5 separate regions of the Ovis aries genome follow, and all the other regions are linked to region 5. The links are chromatin contacts, called in public Hi-C maps. All regions are on one chromosome and are shown on one strand. The core of a region is the stretch at or near the end of the contact, and the rest is flanking DNA. Distances in the headings are between cores, read along the strand shown. Region 1 has its middle 540 kb from the start of NRP1. Region 2 overlaps PARD3 (par-3 family cell polarity regulator). Region 3 overlaps PARD3 (par-3 family cell polarity regulator). Region 4 overlaps PARD3 (par-3 family cell polarity regulator). Region 5 holds the start of NRP1 (neuropilin 1).

Evidence for each region. A called contact is a pair of places that touch in the nucleus more often than the background predicts.
Region 1: a contact with region 5 is called in a Hi-C map of tail adipose tissue, with 2.4 times the contacts expected there. The contact joins the enhancer-like site here to the promoter of NRP1 in region 5. A contact is called at or near these places in 2 of 16 Hi-C or Micro-C datasets (muscle and tail adipose tissue).
Region 2: a Hi-C map of liver shows a contact between it and region 5, with 4 times the contacts expected there. The contact joins the enhancer-like site here to the promoter of NRP1 in region 5. A contact is called at or near these places in 2 of 16 Hi-C or Micro-C datasets (liver and omental adipose tissue).
Region 3: a contact with region 5 is called in a Hi-C map of mixed tissues, with 3 times the contacts expected there. The contact joins the enhancer-like site here to the promoter of NRP1 in region 5. A contact is called at or near these places in 3 of 16 Hi-C or Micro-C datasets (mixed tissues, omental adipose tissue and skin fibroblasts).
Region 4: a contact with region 5 is called in a Hi-C map of liver, with 4 times the contacts expected there. The contact joins the enhancer-like site here to the promoter of NRP1 in region 5. A contact is called at or near these places in 7 of 16 Hi-C or Micro-C datasets (hypothalamus, liver, mesenteric adipose tissue and 3 more).

The regions. Positions count from the first base shown.
Region 1 is chr13:18,422,504-18,425,203 of ARS-UI_Ramb_v3.0, reverse strand. No RefSeq gene overlaps it. Among named protein-coding and RNA genes, the nearest start is that of NRP1, 540 kb to the left of the region's middle. Within about 2 kb of position 1,268, at least 3 of the 54 cell types and tissues checked have an H3K27ac peak or open chromatin away from gene starts, as enhancers often do. A contact at or near this core is called in tail adipose tissue, where this site is marked.
Region 2 is chr13:18,295,485-18,298,184 of ARS-UI_Ramb_v3.0, reverse strand. The region is part of intron 21 of PARD3 (par-3 family cell polarity regulator); the gene reads right to left. Among named protein-coding and RNA genes, the nearest start is that of PARD3, 480 kb to the right of the region's middle. Within about 2 kb of position 1,279, at least 3 of the 54 cell types and tissues checked have an H3K27ac peak or open chromatin away from gene starts, as enhancers often do. A contact at or near this core is called in liver, where this site is marked.
Region 3 is chr13:18,315,304-18,318,003 of ARS-UI_Ramb_v3.0, reverse strand. The region is part of intron 21 of PARD3 (par-3 family cell polarity regulator); the gene reads right to left. Among named protein-coding and RNA genes, the nearest start is that of PARD3, 500 kb to the right of the region's middle. Within about 2 kb of position 1,318, at least 4 of the 54 cell types and tissues checked have an H3K27ac peak or open chromatin away from gene starts, as enhancers often do.
Region 4 is chr13:18,377,530-18,380,229 of ARS-UI_Ramb_v3.0, reverse strand. All of the region lies in intron 22 of PARD3 (par-3 family cell polarity regulator), which reads right to left. Among named protein-coding and RNA genes, the nearest start is that of PARD3, 560 kb to the right of the region's middle. Within about 2 kb of position 1,404, at least 6 of the 54 cell types and tissues checked have an H3K27ac peak or open chromatin away from gene starts, as enhancers often do. A contact at or near this core is called in liver and tail adipose tissue, where this site is marked.
Region 5 is chr13:18,966,013-18,968,712 of ARS-UI_Ramb_v3.0, reverse strand. NRP1 (neuropilin 1) reads right to left here and starts at 1,383. Exons shown (of 17, transcript XM_027976579.3): 1 at 830-1,383. The coding sequence starts at 902.

The DNA of each region.
Region 1 (2,700 bases), core at 19-2,518, 540 kb after region 5:
AGCAAGCACTTGTTAAACATCTTAAAAATCTTTCCTGTAGCAGGTTACATGTAGATTATATTAAATTCATGAGTACAAGCCTTGTCAATTTGTCTCATTTATATTCAATCCTAGATAAAAGTCCCTTTTCTCCATGGTTTCCTGTCACCTATTATTTTTTAATCAGATCATTTAACATCAAACTACACTAGTGTGGAAGAAAGCAGCAGAATGGAAGGGACATCGGGTCATTTTGACTGATCTTAGTTTTAATCAAGGTGCTGGACAGAGCAACTGGTTACATTCTTTGGAGTCTCAAATTCACCGAGATCAATAACTCTACTTGCTCACTAACTCGCCTTATCTCCTATCTGTCTCTCCAACTGCACCAGATTGTGTGATCACAGAGTGAAGGACAGCTCCCCGGACCCTCAGGGGACGGTCCTTGCGGGACTTGTACCTTGAACGTGCTGTCAGAAGGAACTGCGGGGAGGCAGTGGCAATGGCCCAGGGCTGCTGACCTGGGGACCCTGTCTCTGATTTCACTAGAGACACAGGGACAGGCAGCTGCTCCAGGCATGTTTGTGTATATGTAAATATCCATATATTCCCTCTGAACCCTGAGAGCAGTCTGGCCATCTGCCACAAATTCAGTGTATGTCTCATCCATACAGCAGCGTCACAGATGGAGTTGGGGTACCCACTGGGCATCGCTGCCCCAGCCTCAAGCATGCAGACCATCCCAGAGCTGCAGTTCTCCGCCTTTGAGATTTTCCCATCCTATGATTACAAAAAATAGAGAGGACAATTCAAATGAAATGTTGTCCTATTAGTCCACTGTTCCTAACGGGGTGGGAAAACGCCAAAGCGTTATTAACAAGACAAGGTTGAAAACGCTCAGACAATGATACATCCATACCCCCTCCCTTCTCGTTCAAAGCTGTTTTCGAAACACCACCAATAACTCTCTCTCTCTCAGATCCAAGTCATCAGTGCATTGAGAAAGTTCCTTACTTCAGATCTCAGAGACAAAAGTGAACAGCTGAGCAGAGTCCCCAATAAATTCTATTGTGCCTCATCCCGCCCTCCCCTCGCCCTCACCCCAGGCTTCGCTGCCTCAGCTCTTCTTTCTTTCCCTGGATTCTCAGCACTGCTGCCTAGATTCCACAGAGTCACAGAAGCCAAGGCTAAAAAAGATTTTGCATGATTTTCCGCTTCACACAAACCCCAAGGGCAAAATGTTACCAAACTCCAACACTTAGAGCCACGGCAGATTTTCCTGTGGGGGCGTCGGCTCTGAGCAGAGTCACACGTGATCAGTCCTGTCATCCGCTCCGAGAACAACACGGGGCTTGGCAGGTCTAAGACAGCTGCGGGAATGCTCTCTCCTTCCAAAAGAGCTTTCATCCCTCACCTCAGTTCTCATTTCCTGCTCAGGATGCGATGCCTTGAGTTCATGTATATTTCTAAAGCACTCTCATGGCAAAATCTACCCACCACTAATGCACAGGGTGTACCCCAAGCCAAGAAACACTCAGGGAGATGGGTGGGGGAGGAGGCGGGGGAGGGGGTGCAGGTCAACTCCACAAAGTTTTCTTCAGTTTCTGCCACAGGGTGACCTAGGGAGCTGCCCAGCCCACGGCAGGCCAGCAGGAAGCCAACTGTTCCAGAGATGACGATATTTTGTAACATCTGTCTGGGAAGCTGGTTTCCTGTAGACCCAGTTATATGCCTTTCCTTCCTTCCCCCAGACCAAAAACCATTGCTTGTGCTGTTGTTCTGGGGCCCGCCTTGACTGGCTTTGGGCTTCCCTTGTGGATCAGACAGTAAGGAGTCTTCCTGCAATGCAAGAGACCCAGGTTCCATCCCTGGATCTGGAGAAGGGACTGGCCACCCACTCCAGCATTCTTGCCCGGGAAATCCCAAGGACACAGGCTACATACAGTCCATGGGGTCCCAAAGTGTTGCACATGACTGAGCGACTGACACTTTCACTTTTGACTGACTTTACAGGGTCAGTGAAGTATCAAGATTTGGTTCCACGACCTAGGTAGTGCCTTCGATATCTTAACACTGAAAGTATTGTCTAATGACAGAAAGGTAGAGTTTTGAGAGCTGGCCCGTGGAAGAGATATTTCTGAACCCAAATTAGTGATGGTAGATAACCATCAGCTGTTTGGTGGGTTCCTGTGTTTATTCTTGAGCAATAGAAAAAAACATATGAAGCTGATTTTCCAGTCTTCCCATTACATGATCTTTCCATCATAGATAAGTCTCCAGGTGGTGCATCAAATATTCAGACCATAGGGACAAGAAAATATCCCTGGACTTTCCAGTCTATAAGACTGGCAATGTGGGCATGTCCAGGGCAAGTCCTTCCTGCTGGACCAGCTCACTCGGGCACCTGTGCCCACTGACTGACCCTGTCCATCCATGGAGAGCTGGTTCACACACAGAACAAACACTTGATCATGAGCTGGCCAACTTCACAGCTGTCAGGGTCTGCTCTCCACACCAGTCTGAAGATCAGCTCTGTTAAGAATCTCCATCAGACCTTATCAATCACTTCTCTCAGCATCTCTTTGAGGGATTCTCTAGATACATTTGACTGAGTTGGATTTAATTTAAACACTTGGCTATCTATAGATCCTATCAGGTTAGCTTTGTGAAAATTATGACTTGAAGGTCCTAGCTTCTCTAAGGGAGTGTTGAGTCCCAGTG
Region 2 (2,700 bases), core at 30-2,529, 670 kb after region 5:
CATATTAAAGAACTCCAATAAAACTTTCAGTGACTCAAGGGAAAGGCAGTTTTAGACAGTCAACCATAATTAAGCATAATGATTGTACCAGCTTTATTAAGGCAAATGTAAGGCATAATTTGAGTCTGGGGACAATCATCTTTAAAAAAAATTGGAAAACAACATACTATAAACCTTTGCATCATAAGCACATTTCATCAACAGCAGCCTCAGGGCTCCAGTGAAATCAATTAGGGTGTTACATATTTAACAATGGAAAAAGACTTTGATCTTTGTATTTCTCAATTAAGATCATCTGAGGCTGAAGCCATTAGAACTTTCAGGTGAATATCAGCAGGAGCTGAGAAACCTTTGTGTTGAACTTGCCTAATCTGACTATATTTAGTCTGTTATATTGACATCTGAACTCAAGTTTAAAATATTCCTATGCTGGCCTAAATTCTCTTGAAATGCTTCATAGGCTGGGTGTAAATGAGGAAAAACTTTTCAAAGTATTAGAAAACAGTTAATAGTGCATTCAAATCTTTCTGTAGTTTTTTTTTTTTTTTAACTTTGTTGTCGTTGTTGTTAAGAACAAAAACTCTTCCAGCTCTATTCCCTAGATCAGTTTTCAGAAGGAAGTCCACGAACATTCATCATATAGGCCTCTGGTGAGGTGTCACATGCAAGGGCCTGGATTTTGGAGAAGGATGCCAAGTCCTAAGGAAGCAAGGGAACAGGCAGGGAAAGAGGGTAACCAGACACAGAAGGCAAAGTCAGGGTAAAGCCATGAAGGGAGCAGGGACTGGGTCCTGGAGAAAAGCAAGGACTCACCTCCTGATACTGTTCTTCAGGGCTCCCCACTTTTTAAACCTCATCTGGGGTCCAGAAAAAGCTGCAGATTGCAAGGACTCTCTGCCTGTTTTCTTCTGTGGCTACCTGGACTGGAAGGAGGCAGCACCCTGGGGCACTTGCTCTGGATAGAGTTTCCCACCCCTTGGGCTGGGTGAGCTGCTGTCATCAAACCCCAGGGGACGGTGGCTGAGGACTGATGCTGAGCGTGGGAGGAAGGGCAGTCCTGGTGGAGGGTGGAGTGAGAGGGAGGGCAAGATGATGGAGAGACGCGTGCACGGATGCACAGCTTGACCTTCAACCCCACACAGCATCTCACTGGACACTCAGTCTCAGACAGAAGTAGGGGGCTGGTCGAGAAGCAAGTGTGAGAGGTGGCTGTGCCTGAGAAGGACCGAGGTGTGCCTACCTGACGGCCCAGAGACAGCGAGGGAATTGCAGGCTGGCTGGTCAAGCGCTCTAGCGCCCCCTGGCTGTAACTCGCAGACCTTTAGTATGTGGAAGTGAAGTGAAAGTCGCTCAGCCATGTCCGCCTCTTGCGACCCCATGGACTGGTCCGTGGAATTCTCCAGGCCATTATACTGAGGTGGGTAGCTATTCCCTTCTCCAGGGGATCTTGCCAACCCAGGGATCGAACCCAGGTCTCCTGCACTGCAGGCGGATTCTTTACCAGCTGAGCCACAAGAGAAACCCTTAGTACATGGGGCGTGAAACTAGTTAGCGCCTGCAGTTGGCAAGATCCTGACAGATCAGCAGATCCAGCGGAGTCGGAAAGCAGAAGACAGGTGACACTTTCCCTGAGTGAGCCCCTAATGCCCTGGTTATGCCTTCTCCCTCTGCTACCGGGACCCTGCTGAGGTCCAGGCCTGTCCCATTTGTATGATACTGTAGGAAGTTCCCCTGAGATCAGGGACCTTACTGGAGGAAGTTTCCCCGAGATCAGAGAAAACTTGTGATATCTCTGTATAAGTCAGGAGGAGCAATGCAGGAGGCTACGCAGATTCATCAACCAAGAGGCATCTAGCCCTCCCTCGCCCTGCACCCAGTTTGAAGCCACCATCTGCTGTGGTGTCTGAGTGCTCACAGGTGTGCTTGCTGGGAGAGTCCGGCAGGTAAGTTCTCTCTGCTTACAGTTTAACTGGAGGAACAAGACTGATGAAGCTCACATTAGCAATTTGCTCCTATATCCTCCCCCTTTATCTTATAGAGGGATTTATACTTCATTAAGATTCGGTCTTCTGATTATTTCTCATTAAGATGGTTGTTTGTTTTGCAACTCTTGGGCAAAAAGAAAAAAGTAATAAATAAAAATAAGCAGGGCGGTGAGTGTTTTCAATAAGCAATCCTCACACTAACTGCTGGGCAGTGGAGCCCATTTTCTGCAAGCGAATTTAATGTAAACAAGTCAGGACATAGAAAAAGTGAAACCCCAGCCATGGAATTCCTGGTAAGGGCATTTACTGAGTGGGTGGAGAGCAACCCCCCACCCCCATCCTCAGAGGGAGAGAGTGTTAGAGGTCAAGGCAGGCTGGGACACCATGGATTGAGTTTCACTCTCAGGACAAAGCTGGTTACATAAATAAGGCTAGAGGCACCAAAGGTTTAAATGCATGTTCCACCTTTTCTTTTACCAAGAAAAGATGATTCTTCCCCTTTTTTTTACAAATTCCCCAAAGCACACTCTTTAGAGATACACAGTAAACCTTATGGGAATTTCCAATTGATATTTATCAAAAGGATTTCATTTCAGATTTCTCAATTCCAACTTTAAATAAAAATAACCAGTATGATCTTAGTTTTTAAGATGATATCAATTCCCTTCAGAGTGGACACTGAGGATTTAGCAGAAAAGTTCAAATATCTGATTTT
Region 3 (2,700 bases), core at 69-2,568, 650 kb after region 5:
AACACAATGGGTGAATCTATCATAGCAAACAACTGCTATAACCAGCTCTCAAGCACTTCAAAATTACCCACCCATCCAGGTGATACAGGGCCCAGGTTCAATCCCTGGTCAGGAAATGAAGATCCCACAAGCCACGCAGTGTGGCAATAAATAAATAAATAAAACATCTAGGGAAATACTGACTTCCTGTATGGTCCAGCTGCTGCCCATCCTCCTATACTGAGCCAAGGTGAGCTAAGCCCAGATCCCTACTCTTAGGTTTTAAACCAAGTACAAGCAGAGTTTGGATCATGAAGAAGGAACAGCAAGAGGTGAAACAACCACCCGGCACACTTCCTGACAAATGCCTGGAGTCGCAGGACAGAAATTGAATTGTTAGTGGACAGGCCTTCCTCAACGCAGTCATAAAATCCAGGTTTATTCCCCACTCAGGCTGATCCACATTCTACGTCTGTGGTTCTTTCTCCTAAAAATTCCACACAACCTCCCTGGCTCCCAAACCAGCAGAGCTGGACTGACTTGGATATTCACCCTGGCGTGAATCTCTGGCCCTCCTTTGTGATTGGTTACTGAAGGCACCCTCTGGCTCATAGGGGGTTTAGAGAATTAATTAATGTTTGCAAAGTGCTTGTAGATCCACAAGCCGAGGGGTATTATATAAATGCAAATTACTAGCATTATTCTGTTTTCCACAGGGGCAGATTGCCCAGAGCACTCATTCATGCCTTAGAAGACAACCAAGTCTCCCTGTCTAAGTCTTCCTCTGTGAAGTGGGTTGTGGATTTACAACCTAGATCACCAACTTCTGCACATCACCCTGAGCAGGCCTTTGTGGATTTTTAATTTTTTTTTTTTTCCTAGGGGACCTATTTTGGAACTCAGGTTCCTATTTTGGTTCTCAGGCTCGAAGCCTGCGAAAAAGATCAGAACTCATCATGGAGAGCAAATCTCACTTCCAGAAAGGAATTTCAGCTCTCCCCTTCTCTTCACTGGGAGGAGATAAGACGGAGGTCTTGGTTTTCTGGAAAGTTCGCAGTGTCCCCTGGTAGACTCAGGAGGCCCTGGCCAAATTCCACTTTGAGTGATTACATTCTGCTCACCTCAAGGTCTCCAGCCACTCCAACCGCGGGAAGTATTTATTGCCACTTTCTGCCCTTGAATGTTTTGCAGTGTCTCTCGGTCCTGTTTAAACACACGCTGCTTGTACCTGCCACAGCCCCTCCTCTGGAATAAGGGGAGCAGGCCACCACCACCATGGCATCGCTTTTAGGGCCTAGACCCCTGGTTTATTTTGCTATGTAGATTGGAGGAGCCGTTCATATATCGTGTTTACACATGTACTCTCTGCCTTATCTCTGTTATTTTCACTTTAGACCTAGGAAAACAGTTGGGAGGTTATGTAAGCATTACCCTGGGTCTTGATCCTCAAATACCTTTGGCAACTTTTATTGGTCTCTGAGAATTCCATTCCTTAGTACTGAAAAACACTCTTTTCTATCATGTCATTCTAACACAACTTTAGGGCACGCTGCCGTAGAGGTCTCCAAACATGCTAGAGGAAGGGGAAAAGGATTTACATGAGTCTTTTTGTATGTTAAAAACAGAAACAGGAGCAAAGGGAAAGAAAAGGATCACTGTAAGGAATGCTTCCTTCGCAGGATATTTATTGAACTCTCCTATGGAACTCAGCCATGGAAGGACGTGACAAGGGCAAGCAGTGGCCACAACTCCCACTCAGGGCTTCATCTCAGAACCAGAACAGTTAATGGGAACGTTGACAGGCTCCAGAGGAGGTGAGGAGGAACAGTTAAGATTGAAAGGGTAAAATATCTCCTTACCTATCATATTACATACACACGTGTGTACATATCATCTATTCCATGGTAGACATTCCCAGTTTTGAAAGTGCTTTACGATGAGCTCATTTAACTCTCACAACAAACCCACAAGTACTACACCCACTCAACAGATAGGGAAGCTCTGCCTCCAAGGAGTGGGTGACAGGCCTAATAACACAGAGCTGGTCAAGGTGCATGTCCCAGACTTGGACCCAGGAGCTTGTTCTCCAGGGAGCAGTGGAGAGGGGTCAGCCTCTCGCACTCTAACTCAACTGATGATATGGAGGAAGAGATCACAGGAGAGAAGAAATGCAGGTGGAGCGGGCCAGGGATGTTCAAGGAGATCGGTTACAGCTTTCCCAGACACCGGCTCCTCACCAGCACGTCCGTCAGAACGACCTTCCCACATGGATCTGCTTGTTTAAGTTGGAACATGAGGTCTGACCCTCAGTCACAGCTCAGTGTGGTCCCCTGGCCTCCACTGGTAAGTCTGAGAGGCTTTCTGGAAGAAGCCATCCCAGAGACTGTGGCTGGCCCCAGATTTTATGCCTCAGTTTCCCTCTGATCAGCCTAGAGTGAGTTACTATCCCCAGGGAACACTGAGTGGGACCGCTGGGCAGGGAGTGGGGAAGGGGAAACACATAAGCAACATCCACTTCAAAGGCCCATGTGACCCCCCGCCTCTCCGCCGGATATTGAGGGTTCAGCCATCTGCCTCCCCGCCAGCCTTGCCCTTCTGGGGTCAGCTCCTTTCTCCTGTAGCCTTCACATTTGATGTCTCCCCTCTCTCTCCAACCCTTCCCAACAGGACTGTGACTTCCTGCAGCCAGAAGCAGGACTTTGTTTCTCTTAGTATTCCATG
Region 4 (2,700 bases), core at 155-2,654, 590 kb after region 5:
AAGGCAATGGCACCCCATTTCATTACTCTTGCCTGGAAAATCCCATGGACACAGGAGCCTGGTGGGCCGCAGTCCATGGGGTCGTGAAGAGTCGGACATGACTTAGTGACTTCACTTTCACTTTTATGCATTGGAGAAGGAAATGGCAACCCAGTCCAGTGTCCTTGCCTGGAGAATCCCAGGGATGGGGGAGCCTGGTGGGCTGCTGTCTATGGGGTCACACAGAGTCGGACACAACTGAAGCGACCTAGCAGCAGCAGCAGTTTCTTAGACAACTAAGGAGTTAGAGTTGGACACGACTGAAGTGACTTAGCAGCAGTAGCAGCATCAGGCACAGTTCACCATATTCAGGTCTACCGTGGCAGCCACATGCAAACAGAATAGCTTATCCAAAGAATAAATCTGCAAGCTAATAGCTCCTGGAACTGGTTGTGAAATAATACACTTTGCCTCAGTTATTAAGAAACGGCATTTTTACCCAGGTTAATTATATGCTACAGAGAAACAGTCAATCCTTCTGGCTAAACACTTCATGCAGCAGGTCGGCTGCTGATAGCTGCCACTGAACGAAACCAGATACTGGGGGAGTGTATGGTGCTGGGCCATTGTGCCTGCTTTAGCTTCTGCCATTGGCTTTGAGCTTGCCTTTATGATGGTACATTTTGAAAGCAGCTCCACTCAAAACAGGCAACGATGCCTCTAACTTTACAAACACCCAACAAAGGTTGATCATAGCCATCAATGGCACGCACTCTTAAGTAACCCTTTTTGGCACTCGTCAACCTCTGTCCTCTTTGTGTTATGCAACATTGTGCAATAGATTTATTCCAAACGAAGAATGTCTGTGATAAACAAGTTATTGATTTTTTTTTTTAGAGCTGAAAGCCAATAGCAGACTTAGACTCGATAATCACTTTCTAAAATAAGAGTCTCAGCACTCATTTGGAGTCTGGAAAGATAACATGTAGGCTTGTTCCTTAAAGAGTGGTTCCTCTGGTGGCTTTTGTGCAAAGAGAAAGGCAGTAACCTCTATTGTCCCCTTCTGCCTAGCCAGCATATCCCATTTGTTGGTAAGCAATAATGAAGCAATATGCAGGACAAAATTTCAAAGCATATGGGCATCGTCAGCAAGCATATTAAAAATATCCCGATACAAAAATAATATGTGAAGAGATTAGACTTTACGATACCCCAGTCTCTACTAGTGGATGTTTATAACCACACACATTGGAACAAATGTGTATTCGGAGACACACTCCACAACACGGTTCAAATAACATCCGTGGTGCCTTCAGCAAAGAAAACATGTTGCCGAATGAGTTCTGCTTATGCAAACAAAGCATGAAGCAATTGTTCGCCAACAACATTAAGGAGACAAACAGTTTCTTCCGTGACCCTGGATGAGGCTGGCCCAGAACAGTGCTGTGGTGATCTGTTGTTGGTGGGGAGCCCGGGGAAGGGCCAGTGGACAGGAAAAGCGAAGCAAGAAAATATGCCTTCAAAAAGAACCCCATTTTCATTTCATTTACACTCAGTCTAAGCTACACACATGTGTCAAACAGTCTTGAAAGACCTGGCATTCTGCTGCAAGATTTACTAACCAGCTTTTCAAGCTCATGCTGTTCTATGACACGCTGCTTGTGGAGCTGTGAAAAGAAAATGCAAGGTCTTGTAGAAATTTCAGGTGTATTTTTAAGTTGCTTCTCCCAGAGTCCTGAAAATATGATACTGATGGAGGGAAGAAAAAAAATTGAAGGGCTTTTGTTTCCTCCACTGTGTGTTTTCTGGGACTGTTCACCTCCAACCTTATCAGTGGCATAGCTCAGTGCATCTGGATGAATCCCAGTAATGAAATTATCATCGAGTGGGATCTGAAAACTTAGAATGAGGGAAGGAGTCTGGAATCAGCAAACTGACAGATTTCATTGTTTGCTTCACTCTGATGAAATACACACCCTAGCCTTGCTATTAATATTTTACTCTCTCTTTTCAGAGTGTGTGAAAGAATAGGTTATTAGAAAGAATCACCCTTATCTTTAGGATGAAAGTTGACTGGGCCACAGATATCCAGGGAGACTGTGCGCATGATGGACCCAGAGCAACAGTGAAAGAAGTTTGTCCTGGCCCATTCTCTACTTAGGCTGCATCAAAAATAATCGGATTCATGATTTCAATGAAGATCTCATAAAAATGTGAATTGTGGAAACAGTATTACCACCAGGAACCCTGACTTTAAGACACTGGGGTTTTGTGGTTTCCATCCCAATGGCAGAAAGAGAATAGAACAGAAACAGAAACAGCAGAAATAGAAATATCTAGAGTCCAAAATCACAAAAATAAAGACAGAAATGAAGAAAGAGATCATGTGTTACCCCTCAGAGAAGGGAATGTTTTCAGATAAAACGGCAACTACAGTGACAAAGCAGTATCTATATGGGGAAACACACAGGCAAAGCATCATTGTAATGATTCTAGAGATTCACCAGATAACAAGACAGCAGCTCTGTTTTAAGACAGCAAATTATAAATAACCCTGGCCTTGTTTGCGATGAAACGGGTGACAAGCAATGACCTTTTAAGGAAAAAAAATAGCCAAGGTTGCCACGGCCATAATAATGATAGAGGTTGTAAGACAGAAGTAAATACATGATTATCTCTTACACAATATGCTGGAAAACCACGGCTACGTGACTCTCTTCA
Region 5 (2,700 bases), core at 134-2,633:
GATTGAAATCTAAGCCAGGCTAAAGTAAATATTTGATAATTAGTTAATAATAATTGCTGAAGACTTACTGTAAAGATAATGTCACCCGCCCCCTTGCTTCCACCTACTTTACAGTGTAAGTTGAACATGCCTACAACCAGATCCCATTTTAAAACACATTATTTACGTTACAGGATACTGCTTCTAACCCAGCACGGTCTTCCATTTACTTAACACTGAGTGGTTTTAAAAGCTAAGTGGAAGCTGCAACTAGGTTAGGGGATTTTCACATATCCTGGTGCCTTACAGCGTGTGTATCAGATTCCTTTATTGACACGATATAACTTTCATTCATACTCCAGACGGAGCAGGGCTGGTTTGAAAAAGCGGAGGAGGGACTAACACCCACCCGCAAACCGCTATCTCCTGCGGGCACCCACCAGAGGAATCAGTTCTGGGGAGCTGTCGGAGAATCAGGAAGTGCTCCCGGTAAAGTGTTCATTAACTTTCAACAGCCATCATATTTTTGAAAGGGAGTCTCCTCTAATTGCCTTGGGGAGGAAACATTATTAAGATAATTGGTGCGCTGATCTGGGAAGGTAGGGCGCTCAGCCTCGTAGCAGAGGTGGGAAAAACCCCATGGCCAAACAACCAACTTCAGGAGGGAGTCAGAGGACGTGAAATCTCCCTGCCCTACCTACAACGACTAATCTTATTTCTTTATTTCTCCGTCTGGCTAAAAGTTTCCTTCACCGGGAGGCGGCTCTCCCCGGTGGGTCCCGGCAGCTCGGAGCGGGCAGCCGGGAACCGGGTTCACCCCCGCGGCCGCGCGCCTCCGCCTGTCACTTACCGTTGCGAAAAGCGCCGGCCGCGCCGAGGACCAGGGCTAGCGCGGCGCACAGGAGCTGCAGCCCCTTCTCCATCCTCCCTTCGCCAGGTCTCCGGGGCGAACGCGGGAGAACCGAACGTGCGGGGAAAACAGAGCACCGGGGCGATCTCCACGATCCGGAGCGCTTTCACTCCTCCCGGAGCTGTAAAATCCTCAGACCGTTTTGGAGAAAGAAAAGCGTTGAGGCAATGCCTTGATCCGAGAGAAACGCTCCTCTTTTTGTGTCTCAAGTCGCCTGCATCCTGTCATTTAGCTCCGGTTTCCTCTCTCTTTTCCCACACTTGTTCCTCTTCCAGGAGCCGCTGCCCGGGCCATGTCTCAAAAAAAAAAAAAAAAAAAAAAAAACGTAGGGGGTGTGGGAGGGGGAGGAGGGACGTAGAGAAACACACACCAACGCCAATTTCCAGAAAGAAAGAAAAAAAAAAAAATCCGGCTTGATTCTGGACCCGTTGGATCCGGGGAGCTGGCGCCCAAGGGAGGTCGGGGTGTCTGCGCGAAGAGGAGCAAGCAATGAAAAGATGAGCGGGAGACGAAGGAGTTTCACCAACTGCACCCCCGCCTCCCCCACTGCCTCCTCCCCTCCCCTTCTGGAGCCCTTCCCTCGCTTCCCCCCGCCCCTCTCCCCGCACAGGCTCGCCAGCGATTGCCTGACAAGAGACGGGGAGGAACAAGTTTCTCTCCCTGAACGTTCCCCGTCCGTCTGTCCGTCTCTCCCACAAGCCCTGCTGGGATCTTCCCCGGCAGGGAGGCGCCGGGACTCCGTGCCCAGGGCCGAGTGCCGGATGTGTTTGCGGGGGTACCGGGCGTCGAGGTCGGTGGCAGCGCCAGGGTCGGGCTAGCCCATCTCGGCATGCTCGCTCGGGCCCCCGGGGGAGAGCGGGCAGTTCCGCTAAGATTTTGGGGGGTCGGCCGCCGGAGACAGGCAGCGCGCCCGGGAGGTGGCGGCTGCTTCTCCCAACTCCGAAACCCTCGGGAGGCGCCCGAGACGTGACCTGGGGTCGTGACCTGGGGCAGGAGCAGCAGGGCGCCCCTGGACGTTGCGGATCAGGCCCGAAGGGGCCGAGGAAAGGGGCTGGGGTTGGGGACGCACCCCGGAGCCGGGCGAGAGTCGGCAGTATCGCTGCCACGCAGAGCCGAGTCAGTAGACTCACGCAGACTAGGCTGTGCTGCAGCCCCGCCCGGCCTGCCTGCCCCGTATCGGGGCGCGCGGCTGGGCGCCTGGCGAGCCCGGGTGTCTGCCGCGCGCCGCGGGCTCCATTGTTGCCGAAGATCTGATGTCCTCTTCTCCCGGCCAGAGGGGACGCCGAAGGGTGGAAGGTGGTGAGCCTTCCAGCTAGGGGGCAGTCGTTGCCCGACCCCACCCAGCCGGCTTATTCGGAGCCCAGGTGCTCGGGGTTTGGAAATGAGGGGTCCAGCGGTCGGGGCTCCTGTGCATCACCGGGGAGCAGGAACAGTGGCGGGGGCGGGGGCGGGGTGTTGCTCTTGGCCGGGCTCTCACGGTGCCCGCTCCGGCTACAGGCGGTTGTCACGCCGGCCCACCCCCGCCTCCCACTGCAGCGCGTCCTCAGTGGGCTCTGGATGCCCCCCAGTTCGGTCCCCGAAGGGTTTTCCGGGAAGTGCTGCAGAAAGCCTCTGCAGATAGGAATAGCAAGGACATTTCAGGGACCAAACAGGTTTTGGCTACGGATCAGGCCCTTGAGAAGGTAAATGCCCAGGGACCCCTCCGAAGGAGTTCGTGGGGAAGGTGAAAAGGTCAGCCGCCTTCTGGGAACGGCGTTTCTGCACACACCCGAAAGCAGAGCCTTAGTCCTACCTGGCGCAAAGAGCTGGCA